Regions from separate parts of the Hordeum vulgare genome. Here region 1 is linked to region 2. The links are chromatin contacts, called in public Hi-C maps. All regions are on one chromosome and are shown on one strand. Each heading gives the region's core, a stretch centred on a gene start, on an enhancer-like site or on the middle of the called end of the contact. The rest is flanking DNA. Distances are from core to core; before and after follow the strand shown.

Evidence for each region. Hi-C and Micro-C count contacts between places; a contact is called where the count stands out from the background.
Region 1: a contact with region 2 is called in a Hi-C map of leaf, with 7 times the contacts expected there. The contact joins the promoter of LOC123449273 here to the promoter of LOC123449272 in region 2. A contact is called at or near these places in 3 of 6 Hi-C or Micro-C datasets (leaf and seedling) and 1 of 1 datasets of contacts at active chromatin or transcription factors (embryo).

The regions. Positions count from the first base shown.
Region 1 is chr4H:526,684,567-526,688,020 of MorexV3_pseudomolecules_assembly, reverse strand. It overlaps LOC123449273 (protein VAC14 homolog), which reads right to left and starts at 2,096. Exons shown (of 20, transcript XM_045126423.1): 1 at 1,705-2,096; 2 at 1,482-1,595; 3 at 1,327-1,395. The coding sequence starts at 1,797.
Region 2 is chr4H:526,120,734-526,124,359 of MorexV3_pseudomolecules_assembly, reverse strand. LOC123449272 (nuclear pore complex protein NUP155) reads left to right here and starts at 1,946. Exons shown (of 13, transcript XM_045126422.1): 1 at 1,946-2,224; 2 at 3,456-3,625. The coding sequence starts at 2,060.

The sequences.
Region 1 (3,454 bases), core at 847-3,346, 560 kb before region 2:
TAACTATTGCCTATCTTGTTACTTAGAGAACTCATATACTTATATTAGATTAAGTTTCGATCAAATTGGTATGTTAAATATGGCATATGTCTGGTATGCATGCTCAGATCTCGTGCCCGCAGCTGAAACATGAACCCCAGCTGCCCTGCTTTCCAGAACCATAGTATAACATGATAGATGCAGTAAGATCGGTACATAATTCAAAAGACAAGAACACTGTTTTCTGTAGAGAAAATTTCATGGTGCTTAAAGGGATACTAGCAAAGTTACTTAGGAGCTGTACTGTCATGCAATATCACAGGACAGCAACCATATTATGCAAACTAATTCCAAGCTTCACCTTTGAGCTTGTGGACAATTGACAAACATCACAATGCTACCCCATCCCCGACGATGCACACACAGAGCAACAGTAGCGTATTTATCAAGCAGACCAGGCACCAGCACGAACAGAAGGGAGGGGTGGGGTGGGGGTGGCGCAAGTAACAGAATAGAGTTTATGCTGTATACGGCATTGATGGAATGCATAAATTAATAACTAATAAGACAATTTTGTCACGGATCGGCCAGTGGCATGTGACAATTTTGTTACCGTATCCCATCTTTCCTCCAAATCCAACCTATCAACTCCAGGAGACTGCACTAATGTGCCTCCATAAGATTCTCGCATGCTGTGGCTCGCAATATGAACAAAAGAAAGATATAACTAATATATCCAGTACGTCAAATGCTATTACCCCCACAAAAGAATACTAGAGGGAAAAGGGGCAGACCCTCCCAGCAACCATGGTGAATCCACACGCTGAACGATTTTATGACATTAGCACTAATAAGAACTTCATAAAATCCCATCCAGCCAGTCCTAAGTGGCTGGGCCCCAAAAGCTTTCCATATTCTTCTGAGAACACACAACATCTTTCCATATTTCTTATTACTATAAATGGCTGGGCCCCAACACTTGAACTATGATATTAGCATGCAAACGAAAAGAAATAGCCAATGAAAACTACACGAGTCAAAAACCATCATTGCATCTAGTATTTTTACTAAAATTAACGATTAATCACATGAATGCAGCTGCGACTGTGAAGCCAGGTATTGTCTTCAATGACCATTACCGAACCTCAATAAGCCAACTGGCTACTGCAGTACTACCAATAGCAATCCAGTCCCACAATTGCTCTCGCGGTTTATATGACATTTCATAAAATCAAGGCAGAGAAGTCTCAAGACACAGAGGTACAGAATAATTCTACACAAAATTAATTGGATCAAACTAGATGGAATTTCAATAAATATATTTGGTCACAAGGTCAATTGCCAAACCTCAAGGTGCTGAGCAGCCTCACTGGTGAGCCCTACAGTAACTGCCGCGAGACCAATCAATCCGCCCTGCTAACAACAAAACACCATAGAAGTTAATAAATCTGATCGCCCAGCAGCAGCAGCAGAAACAAGAGTCATAGCAAATCCTAGCAAACCTTCCGGTGGTTCGCCTGCGGGGAGTATGTGAAATCGTTGGTGAGCAGACCGATCACAGCCGCAATCTTGTCGTGCTCCCCCGCTGTGGACAGCTGCTTCACGATCCCCTCAATCTACACCACCAACACACCACGGCCACAACAAAAAAAATCAGCCACAAATCCCGGGCGATTGCTCGAACGAGGCCCCGCCCCGTCTCCCAAAGCAATCGAAATCCCTCACCTCGAGCGCAGCGTTCTTCCGCTTCTCGTAGAGCTTGTCGGCGAGGTTGCGCAGCACGGCGCCCGGGATGATGGAGAGCGCGTCGGCGGCCATCGCGGGAGAAACCCTGGCAGCAGATCCCCTCCGCTAGAGCGTCTCGATCGCCGGCGATCGCCGCATCGGCCCGCGGCGCCTCGCAGCCACACAGGCCCCGACGACCGCGGCGTAACCCTAACCCCGGGGAGGCGGAGGGGCGCGGGGACGCGGAGGCCTAGTAGAGCCCTAAAGCCCAGCCCGAGCTCCCGAGCTCGCGCGCGGCAGCAGAAACGCGAGCCTGGGAATGGATTTGGGGGCGGAGACGGTGGTGGTGTGATCTGTGGAGGGGGAGGGGATCGGGGCGCTCTTCTTCTCCTTCCCTTCCCAGGGGTAACGTTTACCGTTGTGGCGGCCATTAACGGCGCCTGTTTCCCGTGGGTGCGGGTCCAGCGTGGAGGCGACCCTGCCAGGTGGGGACGGGTGTCGGGGCGGTGCAGGGGGCTCGGTCCAGGGCGCACGCGAGGCCGTGGACTGGCTGTCTTCGTGCGGCAACTGGATTGCGTGCTGGCGGCTGGGTGGCCTCGGTCCAGGAACGCCGTGTGAGGTGGCGGGTGACGGGGCAGGGAGATGGCGCGGGTGGACTGGGTGTATGTGTGGCGAGGGAGGGCCCCCGGTCGTGTCAGCCTTTCTCTTTCCACGGAAAAGGCATGTTATCGTCCGTCTTTCTGGCCAATAACAGGTCCGTTCGTGATAGCGGTCAGTTTGTGGGGAGATCATGCGGCGTGTGAATTGATTTCTTTCCCGGTTATGAACATCTTCAGTTGCCCGAGGAGATCGCGGCTGGAAAAAAACGTAATCCTTCCGGTTAATAAAGAGGTAGTGCAGCTTTTTAGCCATCAAATCATGCCATTTTGTAACGTTTATCTCTTGCTTTTTGTTTTCACATGCGTTATCTTGCAAATCAGCTTTTAGTTCTCACATGTGTCATCTTATAAATCGACATATTTGTGTCACAGGCTCACAATGCCACCAAAGTGAGGTTGTGATCTGTCGAGCCATTCTGTAAATAACCTCGATTGCATGTATCGTATGAAACTATACCAAAATTATCTTGTCAGTTTAGTAATGTAAATCATGATACTATTTATGGAGTTGTTTTTCCTTCGTGTTACTTAAGATTTTGTTTGTTGACGGTTGTGAGGGGCTCAGGGTTGTCGCGGGTCTAGACGTGTCCTCGCCAATCTCGTGCATGATAGCTATCCCCGATGCCTTTCCTCGTCACACTTCTTTCATTTTCAGCACAATAATAATATTTCGTTGTGCTTTCTTGGCACTCCCGATTGATAAAGAGATAGCTTTTTAGCCATCACGTAACATTGTAACATTTATCTCTTGCTTTTAGCTTTCACATGCTATCTAACAAATCAACATGATGGTGCCAAGATGCCAAGGTTTGTCGCTTTTCATGGTAAACGTTTTGAAGCCAAAAGTACCATGCCAGCATTTGGCACTGTAAATTATGTCACTGCTCAGAACTCGTGGTTTTTCATGTTTCTTATGTTTTAGTTGTTGGCGGCTTGGGAGGGGTTTTTCCTGCGCCACACACGAGATATACCATCACCTGTTGCAGACATAATGGATACACGGTGTCCTTCCTCGTCACCCTTTGCCACCTCAGTATCAAACACTTTGACATCTTTTTTTGGAAATCCATAATACTGCTCATTATTATGAT
Region 2 (3,626 bases), core at 697-3,196:
TCTAATCACACATTTGATGATGAAACTAGGTGAACTGTGCAAACGATGCCGCTTCTCCGCCATGCTGAAGCACTGCATTGTCACCCTGAAACTCAAACCCTTGATTGTGGAGACATTTCAGACGCTCATCCTCTACGATCATACTGTGCATGATCACACAAACAATCATCACTTTCCACAACTTCCTGGTGCTCCAAGTTATAGCAGGATATCGAACTATGCCCATCAAGATTGCACAACACCAAAGGCACGTTCGACATCCTTCCTAGCACTCTCTTGCTCTTGGGAAAATGTTTCCCTCTTCTCTCCCAAAGGTTTGGAGATTGTCTTCACAATACTGGTCCACCGTGGATAGATTCCGTCAGCTAGATAGTATACTTTGTTGTAGTTGTGATCGTTAATGTTAACATTGACCGACGTGCTGTTGCCTTCGGCAAGCCTTGCAAACACCGGTGATCGTTGAAGCACGTTGATACCATTGTGTGATTCGGCCATGCCAAAGAAAGACTGTCAGATTGAGAGATCTTAAGAGGACACGACCTCAAGTATGACAGTGCAAGCCTTGACATGGCCCTTGAACTGGCCTTGCCAAGCAAAAGGACAGTTCTTCCACCCCTAGTGCATGCACTCTATGTTGCAAAGCATCCATCGGAAGCCCCGACTAGCATTGGTCGCCAACAAGCGGGTTGTGTCCCCAACAGTCGGCTCTCTCAAGTACCAAGGGCCAAATACTGCAATCACAACCTTCCAGAATCCGTACAACGACTCTAGGCACGTAGACTCACTCATACGGACGTACTCATCGATAAGATCATTGGGTATTCCATAAGCAAGCATCCGGATAGCTGCAGTGCATTTGTGATAAGATGAGAAGCCAATCTTTCCAATGGCATCCTCTTTGCACTCGAAGTAGTCATCGTATCCGTCCACCCCCTCTCGAATCTGGTTGAAAACATGCCTAGCCATACGAAAACGACGCCGAAATTTCTGATGTTTGAACATCGGATTGCTTGTGTCAAAGTAGTCCTTCCATAGAATAAAATGACCGCTCTCTCGATTGCGATTCAACGTGGGAACATGCCCCGGAATCGAGCCCTGGAACAACCGCCGCTGCCTATTAAGGTGGTCGTGGACCAACACGGCAAGCATCATCTCCTCATTGTCGGATAAGGAATCGTCAGAGTCGCACAAAACATTATGAAAAAAGAACTCGTCGGCACAATCCATTTGTACCTTGAGACAAACTGTCGAACAACTTGCGGGCGTGGACGAAGAAGCAGATCGGCAATGGTGGATTGGGTTCGGGGAAGCTGCGGTGGCCCGATGGCGTGGGTAGGCGTTGGGCACATACGGGAGGAGGCGCCGGAACTGGGCGGCGGTGGTGACGGGTTGGGGGCGAGGCGAGGGCTAGCTGTCGACGTTGTCGGTAGGGGTGGAGAACTACCAATGTGCCACCGACTCGTGGGCCAGGGGATGAAGAAAGCGCGCGTCGTCCGTGTCCGTTTTGTGTCCGTACCGACCTAAATCACGTTCAAAATTGAACCGAAAATGGATTAGCACGCACATGAAAAACGGACGCGCGTCCGTTTAGGTCGACACGTTGGACCGTCTTTTCTCTCTGCGCGGATCCAAACAAATGACGAACGAAATGGGTCGCCTCATTAGAGTTGCTCTTAGAATTAATTTTTTTCTTCAAAAAAGTGGGAGGAGCTCCGTTCGTCAAACCGAGGCTTCAAAACCAGGCTCAGTTCGAATGGCACAAACGGAAAACGGACCCCGACCGAGCTCGTTCACAACCACGCCTACCGCAAAAAGCTGCGCCCGGGGCCGGGCCCACCGGTGAGTTTCACGGGAAGGGAAGGGAAGGGGAAGGGGAAGGGAAGGGGAAAATCCCCCTCACGCGCCACTGCAAAATCCAGACCCCGCCCACGAAAACCTCAAAACCCCAACTAAACCAAACCCCGCCGCGCACCGTTCCCCACTGCCCGCCCCCCCTACTTGCGCTCTAGGGTTTTCCGCCGTCCCCCGCCCCTCCTTCCCGCAGAGGCGCGGCGCTCCGATGATGGCGTGGGCGGAGGACGAGGCCATCGGCCCCGACGTCGCCTCGGCGGGGCTGCACGTCTCGGAGCGGATCGGCCGCGACGCCGCCGCGCAGCCCGACCTGGAGGAGGCGCTCGAGGCCTCGCGCTACGCCTCCCACCCTTACTCCTCGCACCCCAAGGAGGTAACCCCCCCGCCACCGCCCGCGTACTGTCTTCTAGGGTCTGTGCGCGCCCGAGTCGTTGATCTGCAGCAGCGTATGTTTTCCTTTTCTGGCGGAGCTTCGCGTGGGTTAACTAGTACAGTACTGGGGGATTCGTGGACATTTTTTTTAGTCTTTCCGTTCTCCCTGCTGGGTGGACTTTGGGTTGGAAGCCGTCGAAGGCTGAGGTGAACACCGTGTAGTTGAAATTGGACCTGCTTACTTGGAGCTTGGTAGGAAATTGAGGTGATTTTTTTCCATAAACGCAGTGCCGTATCATTTTGACAAAATTGGCTGTCTATGGGAAACTTTGCGGCGAATCCTGTGGAATTTAAGGTAAAAATTCCGGGAAACAAGCTTAAATTGTAGCTGTGCACGTTTGACAATTTACATGGGAGACTAAATCAGGGGGTTCTAGTTTTTTTTTTGACTTAGTGATCTGGGGTTGAACACAACAGGAAAATAATACAATGTTTGCGACGTTGCTTATCACTGTGTGAGGCAGTGAGCTTCCTTCTTTACTAAGATTCATTCATGAGCAGGCCTAGGTATATAAGTGTTTAAGCTTGGCAACCAATCAGGGAAACCGCAAAGGGTGCATCTGAGCTCAAGGATAGGAGAGCTTAATCATGTCTCTATGCAAGCTCATTGCCATTATACAATACTATTTAACAGTAGACCTTCTAACACTAGAGGTTATTCAAATGTTTCTTTGCCCACCCACTTTAACTCTTTTAGGTGATGAGCATCCTTCATTTCTGGCGACGGATTCAAGTTATAGCTGGAACAAAATTAAGGATTTAGGGGCTATCTTTTTCTTGCTTGTTCCTGTGGGAATAAAAAGGTGTGGTGGATATGTCCCTGTTCAGTTCTAACATATGAGGAGTTTCACCTGAAAGCTTGGGGACCCAGGATTTTTTTGCCTCAAATGCAGTAGATCCTTAAGTCTTGTTAATCAATAATTTTCATGATACTGGATAATAATTGTTAGTATTAGTGATAGAGATCTTTCCTTACTCCTTGAGTGTGAAAAGTGCACATTTGCAATCACGTAAATACATTGGTTTTGTAAGGCCTCGTCTTTTCTACCATCTGTTTGTGTTCTAAGTTATTCTAAAGTTATTATGAAAATGTCACATTTTGAACTTAATTTTTTCGCCTTTATTCTTTTGAATTTGATAACTATGTAAGATACTTTTATGTTATACTGCAGTGGCCTCCTCTGGTGGAAGTTGCAGAAACTCGGCAGCTTCCTCCTATGCTGATTGAGAGATATAATGCAGCTGCTGGTGAAGGAACAGCACTTTGTGGAATATTTTCTGAAATACACCGGGCTTGGGCAACCGTTGACAATTCATTTTACGTTTGGCGCTTTGATAAGTGG